Linked DNA regions of Mus musculus: regions 1 and 3 are each linked to region 2. Evidence: chromatin contacts called from public Hi-C data. All regions are on one chromosome and are shown on one strand. Each heading gives the region's core, a stretch centred on a gene start, on an enhancer-like site or on the middle of the called end of the contact. The rest is flanking DNA. Distances are from core to core; before and after follow the strand shown.

The links. Hi-C and Micro-C count contacts between places; a contact is called where the count stands out from the background.
Region 1: a contact with region 2 is called in a Hi-C map of the N1E-115 cell line, with 5 times the contacts expected there. The contact joins the enhancer-like site here to the promoter of Unc5c in region 2. A contact is called at or near these places in 1 of 39 promoter capture datasets (the 3T3-L1 cell line), 7 of 484 Hi-C or Micro-C datasets (the N1E-115 cell line, cerebellum, cortical glia and 3 more), 1 of 115 datasets of contacts at active chromatin or transcription factors (embryonic stem cells) and 2 of 9 other capture datasets (liver and pancreatic islet).
Region 3: a contact with region 2 is called in a Hi-C map of the N1E-115 cell line, with 5 times the contacts expected there. The contact joins the enhancer-like site here to the promoter of Unc5c in region 2. A contact is called at or near these places in 3 of 484 Hi-C or Micro-C datasets (the N1E-115 cell line, granulocyte-monocyte progenitors and tail fibroblasts), 2 of 115 datasets of contacts at active chromatin or transcription factors (craniofacial prominence and neural progenitor cells) and 1 of 9 other capture datasets (pancreatic islet).

What each region holds. Positions count from the first base shown.
Region 1 is chr3:141,535,956-141,540,261 of GRCm38.p6, reverse strand. All of the region lies in intron 1 of Unc5c (unc-5 netrin receptor C), which reads right to left. Among named protein-coding and RNA genes, the nearest start is that of Unc5c, 73 kb to the right of the region's middle. Within about 2 kb of position 1,866, at least 6 of the 459 cell types and tissues checked have an H3K27ac peak or open chromatin away from gene starts, as enhancers often do. A contact at or near this core is called in the N1E-115 cell line, where this site is marked.
Region 2 is chr3:141,464,190-141,468,559 of GRCm38.p6, reverse strand. It overlaps Unc5c (unc-5 netrin receptor C), which reads right to left and starts at 2,996. Exons shown (of 16, transcript NM_009472.4): 1 at 2,723-2,996. The coding sequence starts at 2,846.
Region 3 is chr3:141,562,880-141,567,520 of GRCm38.p6, reverse strand. The region is part of intron 1 of Unc5c (unc-5 netrin receptor C); the gene reads right to left. Among named protein-coding and RNA genes, the nearest start is that of Unc5c, 100 kb to the right of the region's middle. Within about 2 kb of position 1,835, at least 3 of the 459 cell types and tissues checked have an H3K27ac peak or open chromatin away from gene starts, as enhancers often do. A contact at or near this core is called in the N1E-115 cell line, where this site is marked.

The sequences.
Region 1 (4,306 bases), core at 617-3,116, 73 kb before region 2:
CTTGAAAGCCTATTGCTTGTTTGTATTTTGAGAGTAAACCTTTTATTCTTTTCTCCTTTTGGAGAAAATCTTCCTACATTTATCTTCAGGTTTTCTATAAACACAAATTTTACTTAAAAGTTCACAAAGACTTAATTTACTTTTATGTTCTCCTCTTAAAGGTGTAACTCGTGCTAAATTAAGATGAGCTGTTCATCAGGGCTCATTTTCAGGAACACCGTTAGATGAAGTACTCCAACCAGAATGGTCACAGACAGACAGAGAGACTCTCAAGGACTGTGACCTCAGCTGAATTTACCCAGGGAACAATGCACTCTTCACTTTTAGTGACATTTACTAAGTTTAATTACTGGGATTGAAGTCTTTTATACCGGGCAGACAGTAGCTGTAAATGACTTAATTATGAGAAGGACCAGTAGAGTCTCATAATGACATAATTTTAGACAGGATGTTAAGTGTTTGTTAGGGTAATAGTTCCCATGTGAGGATCTGTTTCATTTCAAGGTACCACTTCCTGAGAGACAGCACCAGGGGTTCTCGGGAAATGCATCTTTCTTCAAACCTCAGTTTTCTCTGGGAGAATTCACAGACCCACATTCTTTGCTTACGTCATCTAAGTCTCCGACAATGGAGTCTTTCTTCAGTGGTTCAGTACATAAGAGTTTCCCTTCATTCAGGTAACATGGATGCTGTTATTTACTTATCTTTTTGCTACTTTTTTATATTCATAACACGATGCTTGCCTTTCTCATCCGATATTTGTCTTCTGTGATTGCACTATTATCACACAGTCGGGATGACTTAAACTGAGCTTATATAGAGATAGATACAAATGGCCGTGGAATTATAGTTGCTTCTACTTCTGTAGCGTCAACCATCATGGATTAAAAATAGAAAAGTTTTCATGTGTATTGAACATGGAAATATGGGATCCCTTGTTATTTCACAAACAATACAATATAGTAAAAAATTCTGTAGAATTTGCATTCTGTTAGAAGTATTAGTAATCTAGAGTTTATTTAATGTGCACAGGAGTAAGTATGTAGGCTGTCTACCAATACTAAGCCATTTTGTATAAGGAGCATCTGCAGGTTTCTATATCCCTGGTAAATCAAAGAATCAACCACACACACACACACACACACACACACACACACACACACACACACATACACACACATACACACACACACACACACACACACACACACACACACACACTCTCACACACACACCCATACACACATACTCACACACACAAAAACACACTCACACATAAAGATCACCAACCATGTACATGACATGCGCACATCACTTTTATACATTGATATATACAATACATTTAAAAGGCAAAGAAAAACAGATAAAAAGAAATTCCTTAGGAGTAGATAATGTAGAAACAGAGGTATAATTATACATACAATATAAAAATAAACAAATGGTTGAATAAAAGAATTTAGACAGACACCTGCATCATGATGCAGGACACAGTCAATCTCACAAACACTACACATCTGCCTACCTACAAGTCTCCTTTCCAGGATCCTCCATTACTCTTACCATATCGGTTCTTCTCACATACAACACTATACATTGCTTTTCCTATTTTGGACATGTTTGCCTTGGAATTAAAAGTATATGAATAAATCAATATTACACGATACACTCATGCTTATTCTCTTCCTCTGTGTGTTTTATTTCATGCCTGAGAGCCACTAAGGATTTTACCCCAGTGTCTTATCTCCACCAGACTCTGCTGTACACTCTGACAAATGCCATCCACTTGAGGGAGCACAGGATTCCGCCTCCCACCCAGTTCACTTCTAGACTATTTAAAATGTCCATGATTTCTCAAAGAGGAAGTGACTTAACTTTACATGATCAAAGTGTCTGTTTACCCTTTCCTCTTGCCTTATGGATGATATGAAAGTCTGGGAAACCCACCAATACTCATGTCACCAAAGGGAAGTTGTGGGACCTAGGCAAGCCATTTCATGATTCACTTGTGCCTCAATTACCCAATTTTCAAGAGGAGGTAGTATTGCACTCAGTGTAATGATGTGTGCTGAGAATGTACATGCAATAAAACACATTTTTTTACTGTTGGTGAAAAATAAATTTGTTATCCTTTTAAACTCACAAAAGGGCTTTCAAAAGATCATTTTCTCAAACTAAAGTAAACAGCTATCCACATGGAATGCCTTAAACTCTTAAGGTTCTTAACAGCAGCCTTTTCTATCTTTAGAAAAATAATTGTTTAGAAAAATTTATTTCTTGCTTAATCCTCACTAAACCAAATATTACCAATTTGGCCATTAACCATAAATAGGGAGCAAGGTCTGTAATTATAACCAGAAGGTCCCCATTAAAGCCCTCTGAGAAGGAAAAAAATGTCTTTAAATGTTCCTGTAATTATACCAGACACATGTTAGCTCTTACTTGGGTTGCTGTCTGCTATTAAGGAGCAGCTCTCATTATCACTCAGATAAGGATTTTTTTTAAATCCTAAACCAAAGATTCATAAATTATCAAGGCCCATTGTCTTAATTTTGGCTCAATTCCGTCATGTGCTCATGATCCATTTCTGGGTCCTGCAGGTAAGACCATCACTAGTGTCAGGTGTTGTCCTGGTCTCTTCTGTATTTGGTTTATGTTTTAATTCCCATGAAACATAACCATCTGATACCTAATCTTTGTGACAACTTAAAAAAGCTGGCAACCCAGAGGGATTTTATGGTCCCACAAGCAATGGAGCAGGCTGAGTAGGCCAGCAAGCTATCTTCTGTCCCCAGGAGGTGATGGGATAACATTGTTATCATGTAATCGTATAAGTGATATGCTATTTTGGAACAGGAGCATCTGGCTGCTCCACAGAACATTTCCTTTTCTCTATTGTCCCTTTTAAATGTATAAGTCATATTTTGCTATAGCTTTCTAAAGTATCCCATTTTTTTATATGCTAAGAACCCTTCACCATGTACTAAGTAAAAGAAAAAAAAAAGAAAGAAAGAAAGAAAAGAAAAGAAAAGAAAAGAAAGCGTAAAGTCTGACATAAAATAAAAATCCCACAGGCAGAAACTAGTTTGTGTGAAACTGAAAACGCATGGGCTTGAGGGCTGGGCCAGGATTCCAAATCCATGAACCCTGCTAGCCCTGGGAACGTGGGCAAGTTTCTCACATTCTCCAAGAGTCTCTACACGCATGGACTGAGTGGTGAGACTTGACCTGTCGTTTGTCATGACAGTGCAGTGACAGCTTAATGATCCTCTACTTTCCATGGGCCAACTTGTACATGAAGATAGAGATTAAGCAAGCATGAAAGAATATTATCATGTAGAAGTGAATCAGGACCTCATGTGTGTGTGTGTGTGTGTGTGTGTGTGTGTGTGTGTGTGTGTGTATCTATAAAGGGGAGCAGGGCATTTCTTTTTTTCAGTTTGAAACCCAGTCACATCATGCACTCTTCTAATATTTGTTCCTCATAAAAGGTACTAGATCTTCTTTGCATAAAAAGACAACAACAACACATCAATATCACCTTGGAAAAAGATGCGAAATGACTTCTACCAATTACAAACTCTAGCTGTTTAATATTAACAATTATAGGACACTGTCATAAGAATTTTCCCATATATTTTCTTTTGCTCAAAACATCCATTGTGCATTTTAATCTCATACATAGGGCACAGACCAGAAATCTGTATCTCCTCATGTGAAGAAATCACCCAGTTCATTTATTTGGATATGTCTGGAGTCTGTGTATGACACCCCATGATACATATGCATGCCTACAAAACATGCATATGTATGACTAATACAAGAGAAAAAACACTGATTACAACTCTACAAAGGTATATAGATCCAGTATCTAGAATGATCAATATGAAATAGAGAAAAGAAATAAAACTTAGAGGAGGGAGGGAGGTTTGAGAAACTAAAGTTCATGAAATCAGTTTAAGCAATTCTCAGGATACATGGGGTGGATACCGTTAGGAGAGTTATCCCTGTAACAGTGATGGCAGCCTGGTGAAGTTAGGCATCTCCAAGACCAACACCGTCTTGAAAATTTTTGCTCTGGTCAACATTCATCAATTAACCTGTTAACAGTTCACTTGGCAAACTGCATGCCAGTATTTTTTCTCCCTCAAATATCTTTTATGTTTGAACTTTTCTAAATTTGCAGTAATATTATCTTTATTAAGGGAAAAATGTCATTAACTATTTTCACATTTAAGAGCACTTACTTGTATGTGAGTGTAAAGTTCAGAACAGGGCTGCTGGGGTTGAATCTCAGGCTGTAGTATTT
Region 2 (4,370 bases), core at 1,747-4,246:
TCCCTGGAGAAAAGGTTTCCCAGCAATACTCAATGAACCAATTAGAGCAGGGGTAGAGAGGGGGAAAGTTGTTGCCTACAGCTCAGAGAATTTCCCAAGGACCTGTTTAACATGACTGCTGTCTGTCTTTAATCCACAGTTGCAAAACTCCCTCACTCATAAATAATACTCGCTCTGTGCTTCTACAACCATGTTGTGGTTGGTTTTTCTCCTCCCCTGGGCTGATTTCAACTCGAGATCTACTTTTTTTTTTCGAAAGCTTCTCATTTTCTCAGCACTGCTCCAACAGGTTCGAAACCTTCATCACATTGTAAAGTACTTCATGAATGTCTTGCATTCTAGTTGCATATGTACTTCCATTCATGAAAAGTACTGTCCACTGGAGTCATTAATGCAGCAGAACAAGCAAATGGTACCTTTGGGGTATGTGTGGAAGCTCGAGTGTAAATTGGACAGAAAGGAGATACTGAAGGGAATGGGAGCCTGCCCACCAGACTGTCCTACAGTGACTGGCTGAGAATAGAGTGTTAACAGCAGGTCAGTAGTAAACAGGCCTGGCTAATGAGTAGCAGCCACAGGGACAGTAGCTGATAGCAGATTTCTGTGCTCTACACTCCCTTTGATGTCTCACAGATAACACAGGAAGAGCTGGTGCTCTGGAACATGGAGGATAACAAAGATAAAAGTGAGAGTCCTGCATCTCAGACCATGTGATTTGAAGGGGGGGGGAGTTATTCTCCCTGATCGAGAGCAAATGGAGAAAATCCACACCAGAATGGCGTACACCCCCTAAACCTTCTTTTCTTCCCCTGCTGAAGATCAGAATTAATCCTCAACCTTTGCCTTGTCTGGTGTAGACCAAGAGAAAGTGCAGGAGGCAGAACGTATCCCCAGCTCCTTCCCGCTTAGTCTCTGCTCCCTTCTTTCAATATTAATCCACTTACAGTCCCCTGTTTGATTATCTTCATCGATCCTTCTCCTACCCAGTCTTTTTAATTTGGCTGTTGTAAGCTCTCCACAGGGATCCTGCCTCCTTTTTGCATCTTTGGGGACTTTTAACTTTTCCTTTTCCCAAACCCTTCCCCTCACCCCCCAGTGGCTTAGTCCTTTGTGCACAGAAAAATGACACCGAATTCCAGCAGGACTCATACAGCTGATTCCAGAACCCTTAGGCTTCCTAAGATCGTTGTCCACGTTGGCTTCCTAAGATCCTCCTGGAAGCATTTCTGGCTAGAGTCCTGAAAACTTCTCACCACTTTCAAGAACTCTAGGCTTTCTAGCACGGATTCCCTTGAACATGGTCAGAGGTGCTCTGGATGTGTGCATAAGCAAACCAGAGCTGACCCACAAGGGTAGGAAGCGTCTGTCCAGAAAGGAAGGCAGGATTTATGAGCATGGCCACTTAGCAGTGTAGCAGGAGCAATTTACTCCCTAAGTAGCTATCTCAGATTCACACTGCCTTGCTCATCGCATACCTCCTCATGAGGACCAGGCTTGCCTGGCCTCTGGGCTTTCTTTCAGCACCCACCTCCCTGCATCAGTGCCTGTAGATTTTAGGAAATGCAGGCTGCAGTTGGAATAAACCAGTCTGTGAGCATCATGGAAGGAGGGTTGCTGCTCCTCCCCCCAAACTCTCCAAATTCACAAAGAAGTGTGTGTGTGTGTGTGTGTGTGTGTGTGTGTGTGTAGAAAAGGGAAGGTCTCTGAGCTGGTTCTGAATTGTTGCCTCTCTCTCCAGGCAAAGCTGTGTTGCCTTCTGGCTATAGACAATAAATAAATAAATAAATAAATAAATAAATAAATAAATAAATCTTTAAAATGGCAAAGAAGGATCTGGGTGGGAACTGGTTTGAATAAGTCTGGGAGCTGCACCTCCCTCTAAAACTCAATGAACAAGAAAGAAGCCTCCAAGATGAACCTCAGTCTAGGTGTCTTCCCTCTACCCGTACAAGACATTCCCAACTCTGGACCACTGTCCTCCTACTCCGGCTTTGCTCAGAGTGCCACACACTTCGAGGCTTACACGCATTAAAATGTCAGTTATAAACTGGTTAGCAGCGTCCTTTCCCCCAGAGAGTTGCAGATTTGGTTCGAACAGCTAGAGTCACCCACTAGAGCTGTGGTTTTGAAGTTTTTCAAGGATCGCCTGTCCGGAGCGGGACACGAAGAGGTTGTGAGTGGAGAAGCAGGCACACCCGGAGCCTGTCCTTTCTGGGCGAATTGAGCATCTCCATAGCGCCCCATCAGCAGTCTAGGGGCACCAGCGCCTATGGGTCCTTGGCGGTAATGGACATATTTCCTTAGCGGAGGTGGAAGAAAACCCTGCAAGCGCAGCCATCGCGCACAGCGAGAAGCCTCGGCACACTACACATATTGGGGCACATACCACAACGCCACTATCAGTGCCTCTGGAAACCCCCGGCTACACAATATTCAAAACCGTGCGTCTGTGGGTCTGAAAGTGCAAAAGACACTCCAGGATCCCACAGGCACCGAGACAGCAGCTACACTTAACACACCCCGGGTCCATCCTTACCCAGATCCAGAGCTAAGACTGAAAATCTGGTTTCTTAACTAGTTGGGAAAGTGGGATTTAAAGTGGTTTCCATTGGGGGCAACTAGGCAGGTGAGGAATCAAGGAGCGCCGGGGACAAATAGAGGTAGAAGAGAGGGAAGACAGAAGCAAAGGGAGGTGACTGCCGCGCCCTGAAGACCCTCTTACCTTGAGCGGCGGAGCCGGTGCCACTGGCGCTTAGCAGGGCCAGGGCAGGTAACACAAGCATCTGCAGCAAGTATCCTAGTCCCAGTCCGCAGCGGGCCGCTGTCGCCCTCAGACCTTTCCTCATCGTCGGCAGAGGTGTACGGGGAAGGGAAACGCCACCAGGAGACGCGCAAACAGCCGAAAGCCCAGCCAGGCAGGAGGCTGGATCCGGCCACCGCCAGGCAGTCCTGAGAAATAACAGCAGCCTGAGCGCCACACTCCACTTTCTCCAAGGGCAGGGGCCAAAGGGGGTGGAGAGGAGCCTCCGAGGAGGAGTTTGAAGGTCCCTCGTCCACTGCGCCTAGCCACTGACGTCTCCCGGCTGCTAATGCTCTGCCCCCACTCGGGAAGTGCTGGGAGGTGTAGCGCGGCCACCACCACAGCTCCCGCAGCTCCGCCGCCAGCCGAGCGGGCGCTGCTCTCGGGTCCCCGCGCCCGCTCGGATCGCACAGGCGCCGGGGATGGGGAGGTGGCAAGAGCGGGAGGAGTGGCGAGCCAGCGAGGCGCTCCCCGCTCTGATCCTTGCGCTTCTGTGCCGGAGAGACTCCCGGGCTGCCGCCCGCCCGCCGACGGTCCAGCGACTGTCGCCTCCAGGAGTGGGGCGAGCGGGGGTCCTGGGTGGCGCTCGCAGAGGAGGCGTGGAGGGCGCGGCCCCACTCCGCGCGGGGGGAAGCGGCGGCGGGAGCGCGCTCGCCCGCCTTATGTAAGCGAGGATGGAGCGAAATCCACGCCTCGCGCGGAAGGTGGAGTCCACTGGGTTCACTTGCTCACTTGCTCACTCGCTCCGGCGCTGACAAGGGACACCTGGGGGCAGAGGCAACTGCGGCCAGGGGCAGCACAGTCTCCCCGCCTGGCGCCAGACTCCTGCTCCGCAAGCGCTGCGGGCACGCCTCAGGCCACTTGGCGGTGTCCAGCGGAGCTCAGCCCACCGCCTGGCAGTGTCCCTGAGCCGGCCAAGCCTAAGCCAGATGCCCCAGGACTGCTCTCGCTCTAGGATTTAGGGAGTTGCGCTTGATTGAGCCGGAGGCGGGCTGGAACTTGTTCGCATAGATGGGAAAGAAGGCAAGAAGCATTTGTAGTGGCTCAGCCCACTATCTTTGGGTTGTCAGCGCCAGTCAGGCTGTTTTATGCTCTGCGAGCCGGTGACCTATTTGTGGTGGAACAAAAACTGGAAATCAATGGAAACTCCCTCGGTACTGATTTTTTTTTTTTTTTTTTTTTGCTTGTTCATCTTGGTGGCTGCTGAGATTGAACATTTAAAGAGTGCCGCGGCAAAACCAAGAGAACCCCCCCCCCCCCAAAAAAAAAAAAAAAAGAACAAAATTTGCAGATGCTCAACTTGATGTTGGAACCTATAACTTAGTCTCCAAATTCTTAAGAGCGAGGAGAGAGGACTAAATCTGCTTCAGTACAGAAAGACATTTTGGGGAGTAGTTAGGTTGTGAATTCGTGATAAAAGGATGAAGGAGGAGTGTGAGGAGGAGTGGGTAAAACAAGCCCAGCCTAGACAAAAGGAAGGCGAATGTCTGAACACACCAGCTAAGCTCCACAAGATAGTGTGAAAAATCCCCGATGTTTGTGCATTTAAAATGAATAATTTTATCACGTA
Region 3 (4,641 bases), core at 586-3,085, 100 kb before region 2:
CTCTCTTGTAAATAATATGATCTCAGTAGGTTCTTCCAGGATCATGTTAGAAACCTGGGCTTGTGATTACCTTAATTCAGTGATATGATGATAACAAATTCTTATGCCCCTCTAACTGCTTCCATTCTAGTTCAGGAACAATGTAAAGATGGTACTTGGAAATACAGAGAATTAGTAAATTGGATTGGGATTTTAGAGAGCTTGCTTAGGAAAAATATTAGATAATAGATGATTAGAATAATGAAGCCGGATGAAATCTACTCAGTTATCTTAAGGAGCAAGAATAGCTAATGTGGGTAATTTTGGGTGATGTTCAGCTTGTCTAACACCACTAAGGGAAGACAGTCAGCACAGTCTGGGTGAGTATGGCAAGGGGCTAGGCTACCAGGTGGGCTTTTCAGAAGGACCAAGGAAGGTCCCGGAGATCTTGGCTTTTATTCTTTTCCAAGTACAATTAGATTTCATTGAAGTCCAAAAACTATCAATTTTAACTACTCAGTATAACTTTGCATTCTCAACATGATACTTCTTCTGTATTGTAATTTTTAAAAGGTTCCATTGGTCCCTGCTATTCTCAACACAGTTCAATACTATGAGATTAAAACATTCTTTTGCACCCTATTAGCAGCAATACCCTTTAGAGTCTGGAAACTTTGGAAATCTAATTAGCAATGTCTCTATACTTAGAACTTGCTGACGTTTTATATTTAATAATATGCCCCTTTTGTTATCTCATTGTCTCTGTCTTTTCTTTCGATTTTTTTTATCTTCCTTAAAGATGTAAAACAAAAATTTATGTTACTAGGTTGACTTTTACACACAGCGAGAGGCATTAAAAAGCTTCTTCTTAAGTTTTGTGCTGTCTCTTTCTACTATTATTTATTTTGTTGATGTTCTGGGAAGATCGTTAATTTTTAAATCTAAGTATTGGTAAGATTTGTCCTGTACATTCTCGTTTGATTAATGATATTGTTTCACTTAAATAAAGATAAAATCAGGCTACGTTTATACAAATACTGATTAAGCAATTAACTTTTTCTTTACATAAATATTCATTTCAATCCATTGTCTCCCAGATCCTATCAGGATACTGAAAGAATGAAATTCTCAGTCTTGGGACATGGAGATGACCAACAGGACAATCTTTTTCATGCATACTGTGGTGTAGTGATTTTCCTTTGAAAACAGAAGACTTTCTCTCTGTCTGAAAATGGGAATGGACAGAGAGGAAATGGAATTGGAGTCACCCTTAATCTAATCTAACAGTAGATTAGACAGTGAATAGAGCATTGGCAGATGGCAATCTGCTTCTCATAAACTTCTTCTTCCTTTACTCACTGTGGGATCTCAGGAGCTCAGGGTGGGCTCTTAGTAGCTTGTGGCGGAGCCCTAGTATCTCCTCTATGAAGTGAGGACACTTTCTTGCCTGGCAAATAGGCTACTCAAACACATTGCCTTTAAAGTCCTTTACAAAGCTGAATGATTAGCCGAGGGGGCATTCAATACAGCTTGGTTATAAGAATAATAGTTCTCAGAACTACAGCCATGAATCAATAATTATTTCTTCCACCAACTCATGGCATCAAAGTTCCTGTTTGAGCTCTGATATTCATGCATCTGACTTGGGGGTCATTACCATTCTGCAAAAATCTAATGGTCTGCTTCCATTAAAAAATTAAGCAAGTATCATACTGAAATGTTTTTCAATTATATTCAAGAATGTAAAGAGAAGCATATAAATAGCCATTCTGACTAGAATTCTTTTCTAATGGAGCCTTCCTAGCAAGATTTAATTGTGTTGGAGGGAGCTAAACTGACAGATGTGGAGGCAGAGCCCTGTGTGCGTCAGTCCGGAAGGAGAGGTGAATCCAATTAAAAGGATGACATAGCTGTCACCTCACCCAACTTATTCCCGTTATTAGTTGCACTTTGCTTTTTAAAGTTTTGCTAAGGAGGTGGTATAGAAGTATTTTATCTATCCAATGTATAGAACATTTCTGGGAATGCCTTGTAATTTAAAATACTGTCACATCTTTTTTTTTTTTTTTTTCACTTGCAACTATATATTTCCATTCTTAGGCCTTTCTCCTTAGTTTAACTTGTTCCTTCTTCTATCTTAGATACATCAGCTAGGAGGATAGACCCTTTCCTTCTTTTAGGTAAATAAGTGGGGATATGGGGAGGGAGTGGAGTTGAGTAACCCTGAGGTTTGTTCTCTTTGAGGTGGATCTCAGCTTAAGTCTTTTCTTTCCACCCTGTGATAACATGTGATAGTAGCTGTAGTGTAGGCTTGTATTTTTTTTAACAGTACCCTGTGATAGACGCATCAACAACAAATGTGCACTTTTAGTAAGTTAAGGGTGCTTTTAGTAAGTAAGGCTGCTTCTCACCATTGACTCAGGCAGTCAATCTGTAAATATTTATTGGTTTAGCAGTAATATGTCTAGTGTGAAGGGAAGTTCTTCAGAGAAGAAGCACTTTCCTGACAATTGTGTTGTCAGTATGTACTTAAAATGACTGCAGTGACCACACACACACACACACACACACACACACACACACACACAACTTACAAAGGAGATTACTCATACAGTGAAAACTCACAATATCAGTTTTGAAAAGATGGAAAAAGTGAATTGGGGGAGAACAGGTTGTCACTGTCACTACTGGAGTGAAAGCTAGACTGAGGCTGAGGTCATTACAAAACAAACACAATCAGACTCTTCTTACTGCAAACACCAAGAACCTGCAAAGAAAGTTTTCTTTTAATTTGAAAGTAATGTTTTAAAAATTAAGTAGATATAAAGTATTTAGACTAAAATTTCATATATTCTTAATAATTTTTAAAATTGATTTTTGTAGGTGGGTGGCACTATGAGATGGGTGTACCCAGCAGAGTGTTCCTGTGGACTTCAAAGGACAACTTGGAAGAGTTGATCTTGCTTGGTACCACATGGGTTCCAGGGAATAAATTCAGGTCATTAGACTTGCTAACAAGTGCTGCTGCCAATTTAGCCATGATGCATATTATTATGGTACCAATAAATACCAGAGAAAGAACACAGAAAGTACAAGAGTGAAAGCAGAGAGCAAGTTATGAGAAACTCAGCAAACAGCTCTAGGAAACAGAAAGCCCAAATCCATTTAGAGACAATTAGAACTGCATGGGATGAACTCATTCTGAAGGATAGGTCAATCAGCATCATATACAAATTCTTACACAGATAAATCACTCTGTACTAAAAAGCAGACATGCACAATGATGACTTTCTGGAAAAACTGTATATGATATTAAATATTTTATCAGAGTAATATTAAATTTTCTGTTGAAATAGGTTTAAAATATAGTAATCTAGAGTTATTCTTTCAAGAAATCAATGAGACATCATCAGTTTTTTTTCTTTAAATAGAATTACCTCATGAATTAATTTAAATAGAATTACTCCATGATACAGTTTAAAGCAACTATTATAAGCCTGGAAATTCTAATCCTCTTTAAACAGAAGTAAATGCTATGTTTACATAAAAGATTGTGCATAGTGATTTTATTTATTTATTTATTTTTTTGTAATTACCAAATGTGTTGCAACTGATGATCTGATAAACCATACACAGACTATCCATGCAAAGGCAATGCAGGCATGAAAATTTGCTAACTTGCTGTTACAGGCAGCCTACAATCCAACCTCAGGAGTTTTAAGGATAAGAAATCAGACAGTTGCATCTGCAGGACTATTTTCATATCATATCACAGGAATTACAACTGCTACAGATGAGAAGCAGGTAAGTCCAGCCACAGGTGGGATCCAGGGGTACTAGAGAGCAGGGCAGAAGGGTGAGCCAACTGTGCCCACAAAGGCAAGCTCTAGAGGCTACTGAAAGCTCAGTGAGGAGTATGACCAAGTAGAGCATTAGAGTGAGAATCAGCACTCATCAGTCACAGGTTCAGGGACTCACTAGGATGGCTGCTTTACAGCCTCATTTTTAACCTCTATATCTGTGCTACTTTAATAGCAGAACGTGGATCAACACTCACAGAATTGAATAAAAGGCATAAAAATAGAGTATATAACTTCTTTTTTTCTGAGGCTGTTTCTCTATGTAACTCTGCTTGTACTGGAACTCATTCTGTAGACCAGGCTGGACTCTTACTCAGAGATCTGCCTGCCTCTACTGCCCAAGTACTGGGTTTAAAGGTATATGCTACCACCACAACCTGGCTGTCTGTGTAAATTGTAACTTCTATTTCAATAAATAGCTCATTTTAAAAAAATCCCCAGGTGGTGGAGCTTGTCTGTCCTTGGTGGTGTGTAACACCTAACCACAGCCATGGCTTGGTCATCCCTGTACCTACTGCTTCTGGCTGCTTTTGTGTCCCTTCCCAGGGCTTTGCAGGCTGAGATGCTTGCCATTGTCATTTTAAGTTTCTTTCTCTATTGCTCCCAACCAAGACTGATCAGATAACACCCATTTGTTGTGTTTATATTCATAATACCTTGAATTATTGAATCAAGATGGAGTTCTGTTACGCTTATAATATATTTAATCCAGATTATTCAGGCTGGATTCACACTGAATCTAGTTGGCTTAGCAATAGTTGGAAATTAGGTATAGATTCCGATATTATTATAAAATAGAATT